Linked DNA regions of Bos taurus: region 1 is linked to region 2. A link is a contact called in public Hi-C data. All regions are on one chromosome and are shown on one strand. Each heading gives the region's core, a stretch centred on a gene start, on an enhancer-like site or on the middle of the called end of the contact. The rest is flanking DNA. Distances are from core to core; before and after follow the strand shown.

The links. A called contact is a pair of places that touch in the nucleus more often than the background predicts.
Region 1: a contact with region 2 is called in a Hi-C map of an unstated tissue, with 2.2 times the contacts expected there. The contact joins the promoter of PDCD4 here to the enhancer-like site in region 2. A contact is called at or near these places in 2 of 11 Hi-C or Micro-C datasets (liver and an unstated tissue).

What each region holds. Positions count from the first base shown.
Region 1 is chr26:31,434,806-31,441,219 of ARS-UCD2.0, reverse strand. PDCD4 (programmed cell death 4) reads right to left here and starts at 4,763. Exons shown (of 12, transcript NM_001083647.1): 1 at 4,666-4,763; 2 at 205-311. The coding sequence starts at 247.
Region 2 is chr26:31,377,240-31,383,016 of ARS-UCD2.0, reverse strand. RBM20 (RNA binding motif protein 20) reads right to left here. Exons shown (of 14, transcript NM_001192613.3): 10 at 2,640-2,744; 11 at 418-1,078. Among named protein-coding and RNA genes, the nearest start is that of PDCD4, 56 kb to the left of the region's middle. Within about 2 kb of position 2,071, at least 20 of the 102 cell types and tissues checked have an H3K27ac peak or open chromatin away from gene starts, as enhancers often do.

The DNA of each region.
Region 1 (6,414 bases), core at 3,514-6,013, 56 kb before region 2:
ATGTATGAAATGTGAAAGGACACACAGAAAAATACATACAATGAATTTCATAAAAGTAAGAATCACCAACCTGATTTTTAAAATAATATGACCTGATTTCTTATAGCATGAGTTAAGATGGTTTTTAAAGTAAAGATGTTTTCATAAAATTTGGAATGGCCTAAAACTTGCTCACAGTAGTCAAGATTCAAGATAATTACTTACCTGTAGGGTTTACATTCAGTATCTGCTCATTTTCTACATCCATTGTTCCTTAATTTCACTTGCACTGATTAAATTATCAAATGGAACTCTTCCTTTGGGATGTATTTCTTTAAAAAGAAAAAAAAAAGAAAAACTTCAACGTCTTCCAAACTCACATAATTAAGGTCCATTTAATTTACTTACTCAGACCGTTTAAAAAAAAAATCACCACATAATTCCTTTTTTTTTTAAGAGTTCACTTTACTTCCCCTAATTAACATTTGGTTTCAATCTTCTTGATAAGTTTACCTGTGTCCAAAAAGATTAAAAAAAAAGTCCATATTTCTGATGTGGCAAAGCACCCCTGTAACTTGGAATTAAAAGATATATTTGCTAAACATGCTTATTTCAAGTTAAAGTAGATACACATTCCAAATTTTTTAAAAATACCAGGCCTCATAATTAATCTGCTACATCTAGATATTGAATAGTTTGTTGCCAATTAACTGTAAGAACTAATACTTTAAAATGCAAATAACACAGTTTTGGTTAAAAAAAAAAAAGACAGGATTATCTTATTTTTCACACTAAAACATATCTGAAAGCAGATAAATCTGCCATTTCATCACCGAAGCACCTATAATTACTGCTACAAAGAAATTTTTTAAATTAGTATTTTCTATGAGAGCATTATTTTTATAATCTGAAAAACTCATTCATTTTAAAAATCTTACCTATTTAAGAAAAGAGTAAGTACAATGACATTAGCACCTCAATATTTTAGATCTTGATTTCAAAATGGTTTGAATATTACTAATGCTGGAAGGCCCTAGTTGATGAAATCAGTTACCTTTTATTTAGACAATTAACTTAGCAATAAAAATCCACTGTTTGAAAAAAGACTATCAAAATACATTCTCATGAAAATTATCACCAGAAGGTGCAACCAAATACAATTTTATAATCTCTCTGGAAATATTTTTTAAATAGTGATTTACAGTACTTAAGTATCTGTTTAGAAGTAGCGTAAGTTAGATATGTCATTCAGGTCATTTATAATGATTTCACCAGCAGTGTGCCCTTTTTTAAAGATATGTGTGTTAGTCACTCAGTTGTGTCCAACTCTTTACGACCCCATAGATTGGGGCCCACCAGGCTCCTCTGTCCATGGGATTTTCCAGGCAAGGATACCAGAGTGGGTTGCCGTTTCCTTCTCCAGGGGAGCTTCCTGACCCACGGATCAAACCAGGTCTCCCGCATTGCAGGCAGACTCTTTACCATCTGGGTCACTAGGGAAGTCTAGTGACTTTTTAAAAGATATAAAATGCACAAATTAAAAAGAATGACTAATAAACAAATTACAAAAAAGCATTTAGTTTTCATGTAACATAACCTGTTGTCATTTTAGAAAAATTATATGCCTCCTGCCACTCAAAGGAAAAACTGACTTTTACATTTCTTAACATACACCATTTTAACATCTTGTAAGTTGTACAGCCCTTTCCTTCAGAAAAAGGTATTATTTTGTGAAACAAAAATGAACACATACCTTATGCTAAAATTTTAAGTTTCTTAATGTGGCATAATCCTTAGGCTACCCAGATGCTACCATATTGTTTCAGAAGTTAAGAAAATGGTGAAATCACTCTCTATTCAGAAGAAACAAAAATATGGATTGTACATAAATATCTTTCAGTATCATAACTCCTACCAACTTCAGATTTAAGGGGGAAAAAATGAACCTTAGAAATACGTAAAGATAAATGAACAATAAGAGTTCGTAAACCTAAACATTAGTGTCCTCCATAGCTGAAAATCCCAAACCTATTTCATTTTTTAGATGAATCACATGTTTTGGAAAGAGAAAATGTCACATGATACGCGTGTGAGATTTTTTAACGAGTTACATTTTAAAAATCTTCTTCAATCTTGATACAAGCATAATCTTCAAGAGGACACTTTCCACAGAACTTAGCTAATAAAGTATAACTGATGTTTAAAAAGCCCCATATAATTCAAAAACAATTTTACATGTGTTATTTCATGTACAACTCAGAACAATCTTGAGGTAGGAACTCCACTGTTCACATAACTAAACGGAATCAGAGAAAGTGCTCATTGGAAGAACCAGGATTAGAACCCTGACCTTCTAAATCCAGTTCCGTGTGCACAAGCTCAATACAAGATTTTAATAACCCACAGGAAAATTCTTCTTTAGAGTTACCAGAGAGAAGCTTATTAGAACACAGACTTCTGCTGTCATATCAAAATTTTAAATACTGCTTTTCTAACACTAAAAATAATATCTAAATTATTACACAAAAACACTCAGTTGGACAAAGAACATTATCAGGTAATGACTATAGTTTATCAAGTTTGTTTTTATTAAATAACTATAACAACAACAAAAAGCCCTGTCTGGGTCTTCTGGCAATGATTAACACATTCAAGAACTCAGGGACACTTGATAACAACACAGATGTTTTAGAATTTACAGAAGGATAAAGATAAGTCCCATGTTTTTACTGTCTTCAAAGTAATGAGCTTCCAGTTACTTAACAATCCATAAGATTTTTGCCACAAACTTAAGAAAAATGTAAAGCAAAAAAAAAAAATCTAAACTCCACATTCTTCACACAAAACTAGAAAATTTTCAATAAAGCTGTAAGTCAGACAAAATTAAAGGCTGAAATTAAACAGTTTTCATTTATCCATTGTGTTTCACAGAAACATACAGGCAGAAGCATCAATTTCCAAGACATTCCCCAAAAGACCCTCACTTTCCCATCCTACCTCCCCTAAAAAAACCTATTTCCTGAAATATACCTCATAAACCACTTTGACTGTTTTTTGAAGTTTAGGCCATATGTTAACTAGAAAAGAACTTGTATTCACTCCAGGGCTACAGTCACTGCTAACTAGCCACTTAAAATCAGCTAAAAGCACTCAACCACAATGATGCAAAAATGAGGGAAAATAGCAAAATGTCATTTATTTTTACACTTTTAGCAACTACTTTTCCTTTCTCATTATTACAACAGAAAAACCAATCAAAATAAAATTCAAAGACGCCTGCTAAGATATTAAGGAGTTTAATAAACCTATAAAAAAGGGAAGTTAAGAGCACAAATGGTGGTGGCAGTTTAGTAGCTAAGTTGTGTCCAACTCTTGCAACCCCATGAACTGTAGACTTCCAGGCTCCTCTGTCCACAGGATTTCCCAGGCAAGAATACTGGAGTGGATTGCCATTTCCTTCTCCAAGGGATCTTCCGGAGCCAGGAATCGAACCAGCATCTCCTGCACTGGCAGGCGGATTCTTCACCACTGAGCCGCCAGGAAAGCTCAAAGGCATAAATACCAATAAGTAAATTTACAACATATCTGTAGTGATCCTTTAAAAAGTGAGTGGTGAGTTCCTAAAAAGCCTTACGTTAGCAAGAATGCCAAAAGTCTAATTTAACAGTGAAAATGCAGGGAAAAACAGGCGGTGACATTCCCCCCTACCCCGAGAAAGGTGCATTTTTAGTCATTTTACTCCTCTGTCAGTATCTCACAACTGCTGGCTACGCAGTCAGTTCTCACTAGGGCCAGGGGAGACCGGCGATTTTGACTTCCGAAGGCAGTTCTAAAGCTCTTGCAAAGCAAACAAACCAAAAAAGCCTCCCCGCATACACCGCAGCATCAAATAGACAAACGCAGCAGACAGAGCACACGTTACACAGAAAGGGGGCTCCCTCCCTGCCTTTGTTTTCTCCGGGAGATTTCATTTAAACTAAACAAGCGACCCTATACCCAACCTGAGGCGCCGCGAAGTTCTCGCAGGGCCGGGGCGGCAGGCACGTGGCCGCCTCCCAGCAGCCCCTCCCGCTGCGGCCCGGCCCGCTTCCCCGCCGCGCAGGCCCGGGCTCCTGCAGACCCCAGGCCAGGCCGACCCCCGCGTGGTGCTGGACGCGGGCGGGCGGCCGGGCCCGGGCTCCGGTGGGCCGGGTCTGGGAACGCCCGGCCGCATCTTCAGAGCCGGCCACCAAGGAGACCAGGAGGGCGGGGAGGGCGCAAACCTTCCTCACAGGATTTCAGTCGGGCCAGAAACCCGCCTCCCGACGCCCACCCCCAGAGGAAAATGAAAAGTCGGCCTTCTGGGGGGCGAGGAGCCCCTCGACGGCGAGAGCCTCGCGCGCCCCGCTAAGCCTGGAGGGGGTCCAAGAGGGGGCGGGCCCGCGGCGCCACGCTCCCGGCCGGGGGCAGAAGGAGGGCACCGGGGCCGGTTCTCCGCAGCCCAGGGCGTTGGGGCGGACGCGGCTGGGCCTGCCGAACTCCAAGGAGGCGGCGGACGCCGGCCCCGCCAGCCTGACCCAGACTCGGCCGCCGCCTCCACAACCCCCCGGCCCCCTCCCCCCTCAACGAGCGGCTGCCTCTGAAGATAGGGGCTGTGGGAGAGGGCGCAGTCCTCCCGACCGCGCGAGCCGGGCCGCCGCTACTGACCCCTCAGGCCGCCGCCGTCGCCGCCGCTGTTGCTCGCCCAGGTCTCTGGTCAGCCGGCCCCGACCCCGCACCTCAGCGTCTGCCGCTGCCTCCGAGCGTCTCTGGCCCCTCTCGCTCTGTTTGTTTTTGTTTTGTTCTACCCAGTAACACGGGGGCGACAGGGCGCCGTTTATTGGCCAATCCGAGGAGGTCTTCTGGCCAATCGTAGCGATGGAGCTGGCGCTGCGGAGGGAAAAGGAGGGAAGTGAAACGTGGAAAGCTGGGCAAAGGCGCGGGAGGACGCATGCGCATCAGGCTTTGGGGCCTGGCTGGTGGGGGAACCGAGTAGAGTGGCTGGGGAGGTTGGGGGCGGGGAGTTGAGGGGGGCGGCAGGGAGTTATGGAGTGGGTTGCTGCTGGGAGGCCCGGCTGGAGGGAAGTGAGGACGGAAGGGCAAAGCCTCAGGCTGCGGGCACCCATCCTTCCACGCCGGTCAGCAGCCTCGGCTGAAGCAAACGCTTTGGGCTTCCTGAGGGTCCCGGCCTCCATTTCCCGACACTCCTCAGGGGAATACTCTTAACTTCTCTAATTCCTTCTCCCGCTGGCCCCTGCTCACTCCTTAGCCCCTACTGTGTGCAAACCCCATGCTAAGAATATTAGTGAATGCTCTCAATCCTTTGCGGTAAAAAATCACTCACATTTCATAGATGAGAAAACAGACTCAAAAACTCTTTGAAGTCCCTTTGCTAAATGTGACTACTCGGGTTCCTGGGATTCAAACACACGTTTCCGGCTCCAAGGTTGAGGTTTTCAACCATGGCTATAATTTCGTTATTGAAACTTCGGCCTCCTGTGGCTGTTCGTGCATCTTTTCCTCCTGTCTAGGATTGGCTAGTCTTTTCCTCACATCCTCCCTATCTTCCCTGTTACCTGAGACAACCACCAGAACTTTCTGCTGTCTCTTGTCCTCTCGGGAGATGACTCAGCCAGGATCTGCGGCTAGATTTTCCCATTGTCTGATGTGCAACACCTCACGGGTGTCCGTAGCCTCTTTGGAACCAAATTGCATCCTCCCCTACCAGCAAGCGCCTTCTCCTAGTTTACCTCTTTCTGCCAGTCACCCTGCCTGGGAATCATTTGTAACACATAAACAACACGAAAACCTTTTTCACCAGCTTCCCGCTACCTGCTTGGAGCATCACCTCAGCCCCGCCTTCATGGCCCTTTGGCTGTGACGTCAAGACTTTCTAGTCATGTCTCTCCACACCACTCCCAATCCACACACACACACACACACCACCGACTGGAGCCCACTTGGACCGCTCTATGTTCCATATGTTTTGATATGATCTTGCAGTCCCCTAATTCTTCAGTTTGGACTTGTTGCACCTATAGAGACACTGCTCACATTCTACCTGGCATTTTATCTGAATCTCTCTTATTGCCCATTAGCCTTTCACCTCGTGGAGAGCGAGACCTGTGTTATTCATCTGTTATTGTTGTAGGGCTTTAAAAAATGTCTTGCACGTTTATTGTAACAGTGCAATAAATCCGACTTGATCCAGGTTCACAAAGGTTCTCAGCAGTTGGTGCTCATCCACACCTCCTGGCATGGCCAGGCTCTGAATTAGCTTTACCAGTCACTGTTTAAAAGCAAAGCTTCCTGATCAAAAGTCAATTTCATTTTGTTGTTTTCTCCCATCACCTGCAACTGTCTCCATTCCCTTCTCTGACAGAGCACCTCTGTCCTCCACTGAGCACTGACTGCTGG
Region 2 (5,777 bases), core at 822-3,321:
GGCCTCACAAAGTAACGGCCTGGGTGGTCCTCTGTGGCGCAGGCAAGAGAGGCTGCTTGCTGATCCCCAGGAACCAAAGCTCCTTTGATAATCCCAAACACTTGCTAATTTAGTTGTCAGAGTTCATCTGGGCTCCTGTCAAGGCAAAGAAGTACGTCCCATCTGAGTCTGCTTTTCAGAAAATGTGCGATCTCCTACCCAACGTCCCCTACCTAAAAGCTAAGAGCTAACCACTGACTCAAAGCTCTAGCAGTTTAATCAGGATTTTCAGCTTGCCTCCTGCACCAGCTTTCACACTGGCTGAACCCTGACTTCTGTTGGTTCCAGCCTGCACTTGCCCACACACCGCTCCAGGGAAGCAGTGGTCAGATCAACCCAACCGACAGAGAAAAAGGGAGGAAAAAGGGAGGTAGTTACCCGGGGTCGACGCTCCTTGGCAAGCCTGGCTTTGGAGGTCGGTTTCAGTGGGGGGGCCGGCTTTCTCCTCCAGGGGGCTGCCTTCACCAGCCCCATCTTCGGGGGTCCCCCTGGCCTTGCAGTCATCGAGAAACGGGCCGGGCTGCCAGGCCCTCTCCTCTGCTGGCTTGGGGGAAGACATTTGCAGAAGTGGAGGGGCCAGACGAACATCTGAGCTCTCTCCTCCCTTTGCGGGCTTCTCGTAGCAATCTGAGCCCTCCAGGGAGAGGCCTGTCTCGCATTCAGCTGGCTTCCGCTCAGCATCCAGATTTAGGCCAGGCATCTCCACGTCCATGTCACTGGGACAGCCCGTTGAAGCAGAAGGCAGTTCTTCGGGCGACTTGAGGCTGATTTCTCCAGCCCCATTCCCGATGGTCTTGACTCCCTCCTTGGCGAAACCTTTGGTAAAGTCCAGGTCTAAGGCAGTTGTCACACAGGGACATATTTCTGCAGAGATTCTGTCCTTCTGGTCTATGGGCACAATCTCTTCTAGTTCTGGGATGTCTGGTTCCATGATAAAATCTTCTTCCTCCCCTACCTCATCCACTGTCACCAGCTCCTCCATGTTCGTGGGGTACCAGCTCTCACCCTCAGCCTCACTTCCACTCTCCGAATCCTGCTCCTGAATAAAAATGCGGATGGAGGTCAGAGGGTGGCTGAGGCTTGGTTCTTAGTATTTAACCAGAAGAGGGTGCAAATTGTGACCACAGGGCCCCTCAAACCGGAAAGATGCTGCGCAATCTTACTGCTACCTGGGTAATTAGGAGCTGTAAACCATTCAATCTCTCATCACTGATTCATCCCTAGGATGGGCCTCAAAATAGCACAGGAGTTGGAGTAAGCCCTTAATGCTTAACCCACCAAGTGGCACAAAGAATCTCAACTCCTGGTACATAAACAGGTGTTCAATAAAAAGATAGGGCTTTTTGTTTGTTTTGTTTTCAGCTGTGGGTAGCTTACATTTTTATTTGGTATTATGGCTTAGAGGTGCTTCTATATCATAGAATCTACATCTCTACCGTAACTGTTAACGCCCATGTAGGATTCCAGTCAAATGTATTTAGCCTACTTCCTATCGTGAAGCACTCCATACTGGTGCTTAGCCACTCAGTTGCGTCTGACTCTTTGCAACCCCATGAACTATAGCCGATGGGATTCTCCAGGCAGTAATACTGGAGTGGGTAGCCGGTCCCTTCTCCAAAGGATCTTTCTGACCCAGGGATCAAACCCTGGGTCTCCTGCATTGCAGACAGATTCTTTAACATCTGAGCCACCAGAGAAGCTCCACATACTTCCTATTAATAGATAATAATCTCTGCTCATCTTTTTATGATTAATTTCTAGAAACTTTATTTTTTTAAGTTTTGAGAGAGTTTTTGAATGAATAAGTTATAAGCTCTAAACGCATCACCTTGCTTGCAGGGCATCACTAAATGTAACTGCAGCGAAGCCCTTACAAGGTCCCCCCAAACACCCTCTCCCAGCAAGGGTACAACCCTCCATAGCCACAGTTCACACTTGGCTCCTCCCGAGACTTTCCCTCACGTCCCCAGTGGCCCAGAGGCCCGGCAGCCAGATTTAGGAGATCAGCTTCCAGCCAGTGATACTCATCTCCCTGCCTCTTCTGACTGGAAAGGCATGAAGCTGGCCACGCTCCAAGGACATTTCTTTTTGCTGTGGCAGCCCCAGCCCTGTGACTGGGTTTTTCATTTTAATTAAGTAAAATAATCTTCACAAGCACAGGAGATGTTTGGTTAATCCCAGCGTCAGGGCCTACTGAGGTCAGGGCCCCAGCCTGAGTACCCAAAGCCCCCTTCTGCCTGCAGCCCCTCCCCAGGACCTGCCTATTTTGGGAGTCTGGCTCTGTAGCCTGGAGTCTTTTGTGGGCACATGCTTTCTCTTATGAGCACAGCCAAGTTCCTGAAGATGGAGACAGAGCCCAGGCAGGTGGTAAAGATCTCTTCAATAAAGACTGTGCAAAGGTCCCAGGTGAAGCCATTACTCCAGAAAGTGCTGGCTTCATTCATGGACCCACTGCTGGGGTCTCAGACACATGCCATGCAGCAAGCAGGTCACCCCCAGGCAGCACGGGAAGGCCTATGACTTGGGGAGGCCTGTGACTTGGTGCCCCAGAGCCGTTGTGCCGATGTGGCTACACTGCCAGCATCTGGCACAAACTTTACCTTCCTTGCCCTTCTGTTTTCTGTATCGGAGGACTCTGTTTCCTTCTCTTGTCTGCCCACTGACGGGGGACTCTCTTCCATGCTATCCTGTTCCTCTTTTCCAGCCTTAGCAAAGGAAGCACAGAACAAACCAAATCAATAGTGAACAATGACAGAGGGCACACCAGGAGAAAAAGAACATTATTGAGAACAACTAATGATGCCAGATGCATTTCACACACATCACTTCCTTTATCCTCACAAAATCCCTTGGAGGCAGGGGCTGTTATCGTCTTCTTTTTACAGATGGGGACACTGAGGCTCAGAGAGGTTAAGTAACTTGCTCGAGGTCACACAGACAAACGGAGGCAGAGAGATGTTTCACTAATGTTTTCCCTGAGGACTTTAGGGAGATAGAAATCCCTGGCAAACTGGATACTTTTTGCAGCCATGATATCTGTAGACAGGGTGAATAAAGGGGACAAGGGGAATCTGATCCTGGGGTTCATAACCATCATGGTGACGTCTCATAACAGATCTGTATTAGCCATAAAAAAATCACTTCCAGGCCACTTAGGGTTAGGAAGCGTGTTGTCATCCAATCAGGGCCCCGTCACCTCACTTTTGACTTATGTCTGTCCTAGAGTTATCGCCCCAGCTAGCAATCCTTTCCCACCTTCCTTCCTCCCCCTTCCCTCAGATTAAGTCCCTCATGCTAGCACTCATGTCTGGGAAAGTGAACAACTGAAGCAGGTGTTTGCTTTGAGAATTAGGGTCTCTGACCCGCCTTTAAAACAGGGGTCATTAAACTCCCATCCTCAAGCCAAATCTGACCCAGGGCCTCTTTTCTGTGCAGTCTGTGAACTAAACAATGCTTCTCACATCTCTAAACAGTTGCATGCTAAATGATGATACAAGTACCTACATAATATCCTCAATTTAGCGTACTTGCCCACATGGCTGAAAATAATTACTCTCTGTTTTTTTTTGTAGAAAAACATTTGCCAACCCCCATTTTAGAAGCTTGAGGATATTCTCCCATGACTTAAACTTTGGCCACCAAAGCAATGAGTGTTCCCGGATGTTCTTGGGAGCAAGCTGCATTTTCTCGACAACTCTGGCTGAGGTTGGCTCAAAGTAAACCACTCTCGCTCTGATTTCTTACGAGCAGACACACCTCTCTTTGCTGACAAGGAGCCAGCCTGGCTGGGAGCTCAGGGCTGACGGGTTTAACTAGATATGACTGGACAGGGAAAGACAGTTGAAATCCTCAAGTCTTTGCTCTTTCCAGTGTTTGCAGCAGAATCTCTGCTCTAGCCTTCTGAGCTGACCTGAGCTGAAAGCAGCTCCAAATGCCTTTTTAGCCCTCAGAACCCAGAGCTTCTACCAACAGGGGGCCACTTTTCTTTATTTTTCCTGAATAAATTACCCACTGCCCTCTCTTGTCAAAATAAACAGCCTGTACCCTTCCCAGGCAGTTTCTGCAGCCACATATCCAGATCAACACAGTAAAGAGACTCCCTCCAGTTCTAGCTGGGAGAGGCAGGGACAACCCAGCCTCTGGAAAGCCCCTCGCCAGAAGGACCTCCTGCCCTTCATCCCTGCAGGCAAAGGCCACACCGCAGTGCCTTTCAGGGCATCCCTAGACCTGGGACCATTTCCAGGTGACAGCAGCTTACAGGGAACAGACAAAGGCAACCAATGCCCTCGCGCCCCACCCCATCCCCACCCACCAGCTTAGGGAGCAAAGTATTAGGTCCTGACTATTGCAGGCAGTGCTGTCACCACAGGGCTGGGGTCACTGCTAAACCACCTACTAACTGGTCTCCCCTTCTGCTCGGCAGCCTCCTCCCAAGTGTGTTCTCCCCAAGGTCCTCGGGAATGACGATTCCAAAATGTAAAAACAATTATATCCTCCCTGCACCTTCCTGCCTGAATGCTTCATTTCCTTCCCCTAGAACTTAGGATAAAGACAAAACCCCTCAACCTGCCTGTAAGGCTCTGCATGATGAAGTCTCTCGTTGACACATCAGCCTCACCTCCCACCATTCTATCCCTGGCTCTCTCTGCTCCAGCAACACTGGTCTCCAGCCACAGGGCCTTTGCACATGATATTCCCTCTGTCTGTTCTCCTTCCTTTTGACCCAATAAATTCCCACCATTCCTTTCAATCTCAACAGGCACATCCTAACCCAGGAAAGCCTCTAGTTTGTTAAAGGCACTGATAGCACTGCATCCTCCACCTCCTTAACACTTAACACTCATACTCATCTGTTCAATGAAGGAATTATTTTATGAGCGTGTTTTTCACGAGACCATGAGCTCCGTGCAATTAAGAGTCATTTTAGCTTTGACTCACAGCTGCAGCCCTAGTGCTAGATGCTCCATGAATATGAGAATGGAGACTGGTAGGAGAGGGTGAAGTGAGTAATAAGAACACACCTGCCACCCAGCATGCATGGATCTCTCTCTAGGCTTTGAACGGAGCATGAGTTCTTTTGATATTTCTCTCTCCTGTGGATTATGTATACTGGGGGCTGTATTCTGGGGACGCCTGGGGCTCCACCTGACCTACAGACATGTTTTGTTTTACATAATTTCTAAAACATGGGAAATTTCATATAGATATCTGCATCTGGACTTTGGTCTTGCCTTAAGAAAAGGGAAATCAGACACAGGGTATGTATGCCTGCACGGCAGCCATAGAGTGGACCTGAGAAGTGGCTGACCCAATATACAGGCATTTCCTCCTTGGTCCACCACATTCCCAGTTTTCCTCTCTGGCTTCAGTCATGCTACCTGGTCTGTGTCACCTGTCTGGTTTCCCTGCCCTAGGCATCTGGGTCTGTAAACCTTGGTGCCCCTGCCAGGAAAAGTGGAGGAGAGCCTCTTTCCCATGTTGTCCTATTCACTGCCTTGTCTTCTTTCTTTCTCTTTTGGTCTCATGGTCAGGGCTGAGCCTATGTCTGGCTGTGGCCTCCCACAAACACTGAGCAGTGCATACAATGGCTTTGCCAGCACGGGCACTCCCTTCAGACTCTCCCAGGGTTTCCCCTGAGCACAATCTTGTTAAAAGTCTTACAGCAGCCTTGTGATCACACCCATTTCACAAAGGAGAAAACTGAGGCCAAAAGAACAGGGTGTGACCTAGTTCTCAAA